Regions from separate parts of the Mus musculus genome. Here region 1 is linked to region 2. A link is a contact called in public Hi-C data. All regions are on one chromosome and are shown on one strand. The core of a region is the stretch at or near the end of the contact, and the rest is flanking DNA. Distances in the headings are between cores, read along the strand shown. Region 1 overlaps Klf8 (Kruppel-like factor 8). Region 2 has its middle 61 kb from the start of Usp51.

What was found. A called contact is a pair of places that touch in the nucleus more often than the background predicts.
Region 1: a contact with region 2 is called in a Hi-C map of cortical neurons, with 2.9 times the contacts expected there. The contact joins two enhancer-like sites. A contact is called at or near these places in 1 of 15 datasets of contacts at CTCF or cohesin (large pre-B cells), 19 of 484 Hi-C or Micro-C datasets (the AtT-20 cell line, cerebral cortex, cortical neurons and 9 more) and 2 of 115 datasets of contacts at active chromatin or transcription factors (embryonic forebrain and large pre-B cells).

What each region holds. Positions count from the first base shown.
Region 1 is chrX:153,374,427-153,381,031 of GRCm38.p6, forward strand. All of the region lies in intron 4 of Klf8 (Kruppel-like factor 8), which reads left to right. Among named protein-coding and RNA genes, the nearest start is that of Klf8, 18 kb to the left of the region's middle. Within about 2 kb of position 1,410, at least 30 of the 459 cell types and tissues checked have an H3K27ac peak or open chromatin away from gene starts, as enhancers often do. A contact at or near this core is called in cortical neurons, where this site is marked.
Region 2 is chrX:152,942,079-152,948,067 of GRCm38.p6, forward strand. No RefSeq gene overlaps it. Among named protein-coding and RNA genes, the nearest start is that of Usp51, 61 kb to the right of the region's middle. Within about 2 kb of position 4,318, at least 19 of the 459 cell types and tissues checked have an H3K27ac peak or open chromatin away from gene starts, as enhancers often do. A contact at or near this core is called in cortical neurons, where this site is marked.

The sequences.
Region 1 (6,605 bases), core at 160-2,659, 430 kb after region 2:
ACAGAGAGACCCTGTCTTAAAAAAATCCATAATTCTATATGCAAAGATCCTTTTCCAAAATTGGTGATATTCATTGATTCTGGGCACTAAGATATGAGCAAATCATTTTTGGGTGACCATTCTTCAGCTTGGTATAATGTTACTTTTCTAATACATAATACAAGAATGTAGTTGTTAAAATAATTTTGATCATGTATCATTTAAAGCAATCATACACAAAAAGAAATTATTTGCTCCTTTTTTCTTTACTTTCAGTTTCAAGCTAGATACTAATATTTCCATGCTGCATACAAAGCAAATACCTAGATTTCATCTATGCATATATACATATGCATATTTTTATATTCTGTGGTTTTGTCTGTTTTCATGCTCTGGGAAAGGCTCTTATAGGTCTAGGCTAGTCTGGAACTGAATATCTTCCAGCTTTAGCCCCTTGAATTCTGGGATTACAGGTGTATGCATTTCTGATCTTGTTTTTTTTTCCCCCTGTGTGCTTTTGTTAGTATTCTAGTCTCTTAAAATTGTCACATTCATTAGTGTGTATAAAGAGGAATTGTCCAATAGCGCTTTATTTCCTAATACCATTGAGATGATGGGGATGTAAGATTCAAAATTCCTCTAGGTTTAGATTAAATTTAGCCTTTTAATAATATTCATCTCCATCCATTTTTCTCTTAATACTGAAACACATCATGGCATTATTGAAGAAGGATTGGAATTTCGGAGGGTAAAACTGGTTTTTCGACCAAAATAATTGAATGTGCATAATATATGTGTACGCACACACAAGTGCACCCAGGCATGAAAATGATTAGTCTAAACCCAGAGCAAAGCTAGAAGAGACCTGTGGACAAAAACAGCTTTTATCTTTCTCTTGGGGAGGAGCCTGGGTTTTATCTTGTTACCATGACAACACTCCTTCCTCTCCTTTCTACTTACTGTGCTGCCTGCAGTATTTTGTTCTTTCATTTTCTTTCTTGTCTTGCCTTCCTGCTTTAAAGCCCCACATCAGAGCTATTTCAACTAACAGTTGGTAACAGTTTGGTTTCCCTCACTTGATTTTCCTTACTCTCCTGAAGCCAAGGCTGTCTTCATCAGATGTTCAAGAGCTAATATTTATGAAAGTGACCACTTTTTCTGTCTGGATTTCTTTGTAGAATTGCCTTTTTCCATGATCTCTGGTAATTTGTCAGTAACGAACTTAAGAAAAATGCAGACTCAAATACTGGTTTTTGTTTGTTTGTTTGTTTGTTTGTTTTTTATAAATGGATTAGGATCCTGGGCATTTAAGGAGGACGATAGGAAGTAAAATATCTTTTACACCATTCCCAAGTTTCTGGACTGGCCACACATAGCCAGAAATACTGGCAAGCTGTAGCTACAAGCGTTAACAAGACAACTGGGGAAAGGCAGCAGCCATTCTCTCTTTGGAGAGTGGTTAATTATTGACTAGAGGACACTCAAAACCTGAAACTGGACCACAGGGTTGAAGAAGGAAAAGCGTATGTTAACACAGAAAAATCTCATAGAGCTTTACATTAATTTTCCTGTGGGCTTTCAAATCTGTAGTCATTGTATTCAGTGAAGAATAGAATGTGGCACCCATCCTTAGTCATCCTAGTGAGTCACCAAAATTCTAGGGCTGTAAACCCAACTAGGACATGCTATGTAGAACAAGAAAATAACTCAGGTAGTGCATGGGGTTTTTGTTGTTGTTGTTGTTGTTGTTTCTTTTTTTTTTAAATTATAGTGACTGTTTTATACAGAATATAGGATAAATAGTACTGCATATCAGGTTTCTTTTTTTAAAAAATATTTTTTATTACATATTTTCCTCAATTACATTTCCAATGCTATCCCAAAAGTCCCCCATACCCCCCCCCCCACTTCCCTACCCACCCATTCCCATTTTTTTTGGCCCTGGCGTTCCCCTGTAATGGGGCATATACAGTTTGCGTGTCCAATGGGCCTCTCTTTCCAGTGATGGCCGACTAGGCCATCTTTTGATACATATGCAGCTAGAGTCAAGAGCTCCGGGGTACTGGTTAGTTCATAATGTTGTTCCACCTATAGGGTTGCAGATCCCTTTAGCTCCTTGGCTACTTTCTCTAGCTCCTCCATTGGGAGCCCTGTGATCCATCCAACAGCTGACTGTGAGCATCCACTTCTGTGTTTCCTAGGCCCCGGCATAGTCTCACAAGAGACAGCTACATCTGGGTCCTTTCGATAAAATCTTGCTAGTGTATGCAATGGTGTCAGTGTTTGGAAGCTGATTATGGGGTGGATCCATGGATATGGCAGTCTCTAGATGGTCCATCCTTTCGTCTCAGCTCCAAACTTTGTCTCTGTAACTCCTTCCATGGGTGTTTTGTTCCCAATTCTAAGGAGGGGCATAGTGTCCACACTTCAGTCTTCATTCTTCTTGAGTTTCATGTGTTTAGCAAATTATATCTTATATCTTGGGTATCCTAGGTTTTGGGCTAATATCCACTTATCAGTGAGTACATATTGTGTGAGTTTCTTTGTGAATGTGTTACCTCACTCAGAATGATGCCCTCCAGGTCCATCCATTTGGCTAGGAATTTCATAAATTCATTCTTTTTAATAGCTGAGTAGTACTCCATTGTGTAGATGTACCACATTTTCTGTATCCATTCCTCTGTTGAGGGGCATCTGGGTTCTTTCCAGCTTCTGGCTATTATAAATAAGACTGCTATGAACATAGTGGAGCATGTGTCCTTCTTACCAGTTGGGGCATCTTCTGGATAAATGCCCAAGAGAGGTATTGCTGGATCCTCCGGTAGTACTATGTCCAATTTTCTGAGGAACTGCCAGACTGATTTCCAGAGTGGTTGTACAAGCCTGCAATCCCACCAACAATGGAGGACTGTTCCTTTTTCTCCACATCCTTGCCAGCATCTGCTGTCACCTGAATTTTTGATCTTAGCCATTCTGACTGGTGTGAGGTAGAATCTCAGGGTTGTTTTGATTTGCATTTCCCTGATGATTAAGGATGTTGAACATTTTTTCAGGTGCTTCTCTGCCATTCGGTATTCCTCAGGTGAGAATTCTTTGTTCAGTTCTGAGCCCCATTTTTTAATGGGGTTATTTGATTTTCTGAAGTCCACCTTCTTGAGTTCTTTATATATGTTGGATATTAGTCCCGCATATCAGGATTCTTACTTAAATTATTTTGATCATATTTAAAAGATAATCATCAGGCCGTGCAAACAAAAGTATTGCTTATACTAGTGAATAAATATGGGTTGATTATCTTTTTTTTCTCATATTTTTAAATGTACCTTACATCCCAATTGTATCTTCTTGCCCTCTGTCCTTTCCTCCCAGCCCCTCCCTTTCCCTTGCCCTTCTCCCTCACCTTTTCTCCTTAGAAAAGGGCAGGCCTCCCATGTACATCAACCAGCCTTGGCATATCAAGTTGCAGTAAGATTAGGTGGATCTTCTCCTCTTGTGCATAGGCAAGGCAGCTCCGTTAAGGGAAAGGGATCCAAAGGCAGGCGATGTAGTCAGAGACAGCCCCTACTCTTACTTTAGGAGTCCCACAAGAAGTCCTAACTGCACAACAGTTGGAATGAAGGTAAGAAGAACCTTGACAGCTACTCTCTAGTACATTCTCCTAAGAAGCTTGCTTGGAGAAGCATTAACACCCAGGAAATACTTGCTATAGGCTGGATTCATTTCCGCATAACAAGCACACATGAAATCAATATGTCCAGAAGGAAAACGTGATGATATTCTCTGAGGAAGCTACTAAAACACTAAGGTCTAAATAACCACCTAACATTTATTTCAAAGCCATGGAGCAAGAGAGAGCGGTGATTTAAGCACCATTGCGGACAATTTGGGTGGGATATTGACAAATCACAAAGCAGGCTTGGTGTATAAACGCACAATGCAAGATGGATTGTTTGAACAGGGCCTGTAACATTCTCTCTCATCAGAGCAATGAGTATGTATTTGTTTCTATTGCTTCTTTGTTTCAGTTTCCATTATGGATATTCTTGAATAGTGTTTTCAGCAAAGAGAGTTACCGTAGATCAGCACAAGCTCTCCTGCTGATAGTGTTATCGTAGGCAACACTCTTTGTCCTAGCAATGGCCTTGGCGAAAGGGAATTTACATATAGTTTCTGTTTTATATTTAAGACTCAGAATTTTGGCTTCCTTAGAATTCTAGGCCTAAAGCATAGGCTCTAGAAAACCCATTACAATTTTTAACTAGGTACTTCCTTGTTGTGTCTATTTATACATCAGTACCAATGATCTTATTAAAGAAACTGTCATGTGGAGGGCTGAGGAGATGCCTCAGTGGTTCATTGTGTATAATGTTTTTGCAGAGGATGCCGAGTTCGGTTCCTCCTATATCAAGCAGCTCACAGCCATGTGCAACTCCAGGTCCAGGGAATTCAATCTCATTGCGCTTCTCCATATTCATTCTTTCATCCTTTCATAAGCATCTAATGTAATCCATAACTCATGTGTGCATTATTATGTGTGGATTAATGCCCTTTTGTGAAAGGGGGTCAGTAAAGTCCTGTTAGCAGGAGCAGGTGGAGTTGAAATGGCGATGACGCCACCAGGAACTGCTTTACTAGGGCTAAGGAGATGGCTCTGTGGTTAAGAGCACTTGGTGCTCATGCAAAGGACTTAGCTTCAGTTCCCAGCACCTGGCCTCCATTGACACCTAGAATTAAATGCACATACTTATAGCTGTATACATAATTAAAGATGAAAGTAAATCTTTTTAAAAAGAATAAAAGAGAGAAAATATTACATCTTACAACAACACATGCTTCTATGATAACTGCAGTATCATTGAAAGCCTTGGTAGGAAAAAAAAATCAAACAAACCAAAAACCAAAAAACACCCTATGGAAATGGGTGCTAACAGATTCTTTTGATTCTACTTTTTCAACCAGTGAATGAAGCTAGTCAGTCGGAGGCAAGTAGGAATGTAGGAAAAATGGTAGCTTAAATTGATTGGGGAGGTCCAGAGGGCAGTAAAGCCATGTTTAGTAAAACAGTTAATTTTTTAAAAAGTGTGTGTGTGTGTGTGTGCTCACAGGGGCCAGAAGAGGACATTGGATCCCCTGAACTGGAGTTACAGGGAGTTGTGAGTCACCTGATGTGGGTGCTGCGAACTGAAGCTAAGTCCTCTGCATGAGCACCTCTGCTCTTAACCACAGAGCCATCTCCTTAGCTTCCCTGCCTCCTCCAGTCCCCACCCCCGTACACCCCCTCCCCTGCTTCCCGTAAAGCAGTTCTTGATGGCTTCATTGCTTTCATCTTCAGCTGACTGCATACCTGCTCCTGCTAAGGATTTTGCTGATCCCCCTTTCACAAGAGGGCATTAATCCACACAGATTATCCATGGCATTAGATAGTTGTAAACTGGTGGAAGAAAGCATCTGGAGGAGCACAATGGAAAAAAATGAACACAAGGCCCAAGTTGACACAGGGGCTTGCAAGTCAGGAAAACATTGTCTCAGCAAGCAAGAGAGAAAAGCAGATGGTCGTTTGGTTAAGTTTTGGAGGTTGAGTATAGATTCATTTTCTGTCCCTAGAATGCTCTTGCCTGGGGGTGGTCTGTAAATGAAGTCACAGCAAGAGGTCACTATCTCTCCATATTCCTGACCTTTTGCAGAATTCAGGCCTTTATTTTTTTATTAGTTAAACATAATAGTTACTGCTATAGTAGTTTCGTCATACCTCATGTTTAGCAAAAACTCTTTAATACCACCATACAGTAGTGACACTTCTCCGAATGTCTTACCAACACGGTTCTGTTTGTGTCTTTTTGTAGTGTCCTCACTCCTCATTCACTGCTGACTTGTCACTCACTGGACAGAAAAATCTGTCCATGTCCCTCTACTCTTCCATAACCCAGACTTTTTTGAACCCCTTTTTGCTTTATTTACAAATATATAACTGAAGACTAGCTCAGTTTTATGTAAAGTAGGCATTTTGAACATCTCTTGCTCTTTAAAATTTCCATAACTCAAATATCGTATTGTCAGAGACTGAAGGCTTGCTCTGTTATCAGCTGAAGTGGCATAACCATCTCAAGGGCCGTTTTCATGATTTATGTTTCTTGGCTATTGTATACACAGTACACAGCATCCTTGACATCTGATTAGATACAGTTTTTACAAATATTTTAATTAGGTTGGGACTTTATATGTTGATATTATATATTCAATAACCATTGATTAGTATTTTTAAATGTCTTTTAACTGGTGAATTTAAAACAAAGTCCATACATATTATTATGGTGCCATGTAATATTTGGATATCTGTATACATTGACTAATGTGCTTAAATTCCTTAAACATTTATCATTTTATCATGACATTTTCCAAAATCTTTTCCTTTGTTTTTTAAATTTATATTTATTTATATGTATGTATGTATGTATATATATATATATATATATATATATATATATATGTCTGTATTTATATGAATACATGCGCATGCAGCGTGTTGGAGGCAGAAAACAATGTTGAGTGTCCCTTACATTGAAATTATAGGTGCCTGTGAGCTGCCATGTAGGTGCTGAGAACTGAAAGCAAGTCTTCTGCAAGAG
Region 2 (5,989 bases), core at 3,068-5,567:
AGGGCTTGTAGGGCTTTACTCCTTCCTGCAGAAGTATTAGCTACTGATGAGTTCTGAAAGTGGGATAATCATTTTCTTCAGTTGTGTCCCCACCGAAGCCTCCAATAGATAGTTCCAAATCCATGATCATATAGTTAAACCCAGTGAACCTCAAAAGGAAAGAGAGAATGGAGTAGGGGAAACATGGCTAATGAAAAGAAATTGTAGGAAGGAGAGGAAGGTTCATAGCTGCGTCTGAGAGATCAGAGTGCTTGGGACAGTAATCGGAATATACTTTACACAGGTATAACATTGTTTAAGAAAATTTTTCAATAAAAAGAGAGAAATCTTGTTTTGTGACCTTTGACCTTTAATTAGAACATCTATTGCCTTTACCTTCTAATCCAATTGCTGGTAGAGTTGTGATTAAATCTCTCATATTATTTTGTGGACTCTGTCTTTTCCCACCTGGTGAAGAGTACTGAATTGCAGTGAAAGGCTAGCTCCCTTTGAATTTCCATAATTATTAAATACCTCCAACAGCAAGGGATTCAGGTTACATGGGTCCAGCAAACTTTTCTCTTTTAGATCTCTCTTTTGTTTTCTGCTTTTAATTCCTTGGTCCATGGTGGAAGCTCTTTTTTGTTAATGTAATTCTCTATGCATTTTCAATATTGTGGCTAAGCTTTATTGGCAGATGAGCATGTTTTCCTATGTAACTGGAGAAATAATATAACTTAGCCTGTCAAGGCTGATCTCAAACTTATTGTTTTACTAAACCCTTTTTAAAGTACTAACCTTCATTTGTTCTGTCTCACAGGTAGAAAGCTCAGAAGGAACATGATACCATACAGGAAATTAAATCACCATTTCTAATACTTTAAAATTATTATCAGAATCACTGTTTTTTCTTTTTCAATTTAGATCTTTTTTTTTAAGTACTGTAGGCCATTTAAAATATGCTGTTGGCTTATTTAGCCCCTGTATAATTTTTGGAATTTGGCACTTTAAACTTTGTTTTCACGTTTAGGGATTTTTCCAGCAAAACCCTGAAGACTAATGCTCTACTCCCTGAAATCTTCATGGCTGCCTTGGTAAAGAGAAATTCTCGGTGGAAAGCCAGTTCATTTCATTCATCTTCTCTACTTGGTCAGTATTTTAAGAAAGTTTTTATTTGAAAATTAATTTAGATGATTATCTCCAAAATCTGTTAGCATGTTTGTCCTTTCCATACACTACACACTGAAGAGTGATCACTGGAGGAATCCTTCTGTTACGTATTCACATCACTTGCCACCATTTATTTGAGATGAGTTCTCACTGTGGTACCCACTCTTATTCCCAGGTTTAAGCCAGCCTCCTAGCTGAGCCTCCCTAGATGCTAGAACTACAGAGCTATATTAGTACACCTAGTTTTGCCACCATTTTCACTGTTAAAATTTATTTCCATTTTTTCCTAGCATTTTTTTCTGACAATACATCTTTATGTGACTTGTACTGTTACTTAACATTTTCAGGGGAAAGTTGAGACTTTAGTCCAAATGGGTGACAATTTTTGAATGGATGATAAGAGATAAAATAGCCCAGTTTTAATTCAAACTATCTCTTGCTATAAAGGACAGAGATGCATATTTTGCTCTGGGTTGCTGAAGATTGCACTTGCTTTTCTGCTGGCTAGTTCTTGCCCCTCTGCCTTCTCAATAATGTTTCAATGGGTTTTTAATTTTACACATTCATTTAAGCTGCATGTCATCATTCTTTAGTTTCTATTTTATCCCATTTTGTAGTTATCTATCATTGCAGAACTAATTCATTTCCAAACATAGCAGCTTATAACATTAATATGTATTATTTCACTCATAGACAAGTCAACAATGTAAGAGGTGTTTTGCCAGTGATTTGGTACAGAGCTCTTCTTGAGGTTTTTGCTAAAACTTCAATTGTAACCCATCACCTATCAGTTGTCTACAAGCATTATCACTAGGGCTGGAGATATGCTTCCAGGGTAGTTAACCCACACAACTAATGGCAGAGGCTTCAATTACTCACTTTGAGTCACCCCATACAGGAGAAATACACAAACAGAGGAGAGGCAGGGAGACCAGAAGAGAGAGGGGGAGAGAAGGAAAGGGAAGGAGCCACTAAATGCTGTAATGCTAACACTTAAGCTGATTGTGAGTTCTAGGCCAGCCTGGGCAAAGGAGGGAGAGGGGAGAGGGGAGAGGGGAGAGGGGAGAGGGGAGAGGGGAGAGGGGAGAGGGGAGAGGGGAGAGGGGAGAGGGGAGAGGGGAGAGGGGAGAGGGAGAGGGGAGAGGGGAGAGGGGAGAGGGGAGAGGGGAGAGGGGAGAGGGGAGAGGGGAGAGGGGAGAGGGAGAGGGGAGAGGGGAGAGGGGAGAGGGGAGAGGGGAGAGGGGAGAGGGGAGAGGGGAGAGGGGAGAGGGGAGAGGGGAGAGAGATCTGCATTGATTTTCAAAGTGGCTGAACCAGTTTACTTTCCCAGCAACTGTTTAAGAGTTCCCTATTTCCACATCCTCCCCAGCATCTGTTGTCATTTGTTTTCTTCAAAATAGACATCTTGAGCAGAGTGAGATAGTTCATATCTAGAATGGAGTTTCATTAAGCCATAAGAAAAATGGTATTACATTTGCAGAAAGTACATGGAACTGGAGGTCAGTAGGTTAAATGAAATATGCCAAAATCAGAAAGGCAAATATCATCTGTGTTCTCTCATATGAGAGAGAGTGTGCACATACATGTGTAGGATATGAAAGTAAAGGAGAGACCATGAAAAGGGAGAAACAGATATTGAGAGGGGACAGTAGAAATCCCTAGAAGACAATATTGCTACTTAGGTAATGTAGGAATGGTCATGATTCTCTTTTCACATGAGCCACATTCTGTCACTTGCACAAGGGTTGTTCTTGTAGATTAAATATAAACTTAGTGTTTGATATCTAGACACATAGACTCTTATTTCCTCCCCAGGCACCAAATCTGAACAAGGATCCAAGAATTTTCAGGCTTTCCATAAAGAATTTGTCTTTATCAAGGCAGCCATGAAGATATGAGGGAGTAGAGGTTCAGGGTTTTGCTGGAAAAATCCCTCATTTCTCATGCTTCTTTCATGGTTTTCTTCTCGGACTCCAATCAACCACCCTTTGTCTTTATTTCTTTATTCTTCTCCTAGGCAGCCTCAAATTTTTCCTGGACCTGATCTATTTAGTTATGAGCATCCACTTCACCCCACCACAGTAGAACAGTTATAAATAAATTACTTCTATCTGCCAATTTATAAGGGTAAATCTGACCCCCTGACTATTAATAGATTATCTAAAGGGCCATTATGTATTCTAGTGCTAAAGACAGCACTTAGCAAAACTTGCTAGTTTACATTGTATATACATGTGCATTTTTCCTAATGGATGCCTGCACAGTATAAACCAACAAGTTAGTTGTGGCTAGGTAAGATGGATACATTGAGTCTCATGGATCTTATTACCTGTACTCAGATAACTGAAAATTTATATTAATATATATGCTCACAGTTACTATAGATATAGATATGTAGACATATGTACATGTGTGTACATACCTGTGTAAGTATAATGTATGTGCATAAACAACTAGTAGAAATGTAACAAAATAAAAAATACATATGGCAAGATACCTAGGTCAGTTAGACTCACAGAAATGGCCTCTGACCCTTGAGATGCATTATAAATGCTGTGCTGATTGTAAATGTATAATTGCTTCATAGAGTTCTGCCAGCTGTGGCAAGCAGGCATTTCAATTCTGCATTCATGCAGCATTTAAAATTCTCACTGGATCATCAATTAAGTTCGATACAGAAGTTGATGTATATTAGGAAGATTTGTTATCACCATCTCCTTATTCTCTTGATGTCAGTAACAATGGATGGGCCCATATGAAGTGTCAGGTGCATTTTAGTTATGTTATCTAAATTACTCCTCATGGTGTCCTTCTGAGATGAATGTAATGATTATGTTTTACAAATGAGGAATATGAGACATAGGGAGATTAGTGATTGACAAAAGGTCAAAGAGCCCGAGAGGTGAATATATCTGCTTGTTCCAGAGATTCTATTTTTACCACTGGATTATAATGCCCTCTGATATTTGGCATTCTGACTTGAGGAAAAAAGAAAAAAGAACCCAGCCCCAAATGTGAAGATTACATTTTACGTGGAGAGTGGTATTTTCCATTACCAAGAGGCTCAGCTACATTTTACCAGGGACATAACGTGAAGACAGTGCAAAGAGAAAATAGCTGGATGACGAGTGGGTTTGCTAAGCAACAGCTTATTAAATCTAGTGAAACCATGGTGATGGAACACTGTGGTCCCAGACATGCACTTACTTAACACTGAAAAGCACAGACACAGCTATTGGGAACATCTGGGAAGATAAATCAGGACTCCCAGCCTTTGAAAACAGAAAACCTCATCAATATTGCTATTATCACAACACATGATGCCAAAATCCAAGCAAAGAAGCTTACAGACTCATAATTAAAAATGTCATTGTTATACATGAAGATGAGTTTTAATTTTTTTCTTGACAGTCTCTACTTGCCTTACGAAGCAGAATTATCTCATTTTGATTTTTTAAAATGGTAGGTACTATATAATGAATTGATCACTTTGGATTTTAGTGTTTGCAGGATGCTTTTTTGTTTCATTTTTTTTTAATCATGTGTATGTGCACATGCATGCCACAACATAAAATCATTTACAGATATAATAAAACAGGAAATGAATTTGATAAGTGATGTGGTGTGAGAATTTCATGTAGCTAATAGACTCACCCAGAGATGAAGAGCTCTAGACATTTAACAACTGCTCTTAGAGGAGGACAAGGTCCTGACAGGTGATAGTCCCAGGTGCTCAGCTCAGCCTTCAAAGCCGTACATACATAAGAGAAGAACACAATGGACTCAGCAGGCTCTATAATGCATTTATATGTCTATGTAATAACAATAATCAAAGAAGATGAGATCATGAATTTGAGGTGTTTGGGGTGGAAGGAGGGTGAAAATTATGTATATAAAACGCAAGTGTATGAAATTCTAAAAAAATAAATAAAGTGTCTGATAGTTCTCATTTCTCTCTCATGTGTTAAATAAGCAAGCAACTGGTAGAATAGATCAAATTTTCTTCACCAGTGTCGAATATATTCAAATCACACCATAAAATCCAGTATATCTTCAAGACATTTAAAATGTTTAATTGTTAACCATATTAACCATATTAAACTCATAAGTTCTATAACACACTTTTTTCTGTTTTACTGATTTTTTTCTTACAGTTTTTCTATTGTGTATGTCATTTTTTCCATACTAATTTCATTTTGTACAGCTGCTCATTTCTCCATATATTTACAACAGTCTTTGTTTCTGTGGACTATGGTACTGTCATGGTGTGTGTGTGTGTGTGTGTGTGTGTGTGTGTGTGTGTGTGTGTGTGTGTAATTGTCTCTGTGTGTAACCTTTCTGTTAACTAAAAATGTTCATCATTACAAAAGCTTCTTCCCTTTCTCTACCAGTTATTTTCATCTTAAAATTTATTAGTTTGATATATTAATTCCAGTTCTCTCTTTCTTTGTTGTTTTATTTTCTTTTTCATTTACTCTTTGAAAATGTCATTCACCTGCTCCACCCTCTTATCCCCCTTCCATCTCCTAGGCTCCCTCCTTCAAGCACACCCCCACCTCCCCAGTTGCAGGGTTCTTTGATTGTTTTACTTTGGTTGGTTTTGCTGGTTACCCACTGGGTTTAAGCAGGTTTGCCAACAGGAGTATGGCTGTGAAGTTATCCACAGCCACAGGACAATTCACACCACTAAAGTTAATGACTCCCCTCCACCAGCACCAATTAGCTGCTGTCATGGTTGGTTTTAATGTCAAGTTGCTACAAATTAGATTCACTTGAGCAGGGATCCTCACCTAAAGAATTGTTCCTTTGATTTCCTTGATTGAAATAGGGAGAACCCACC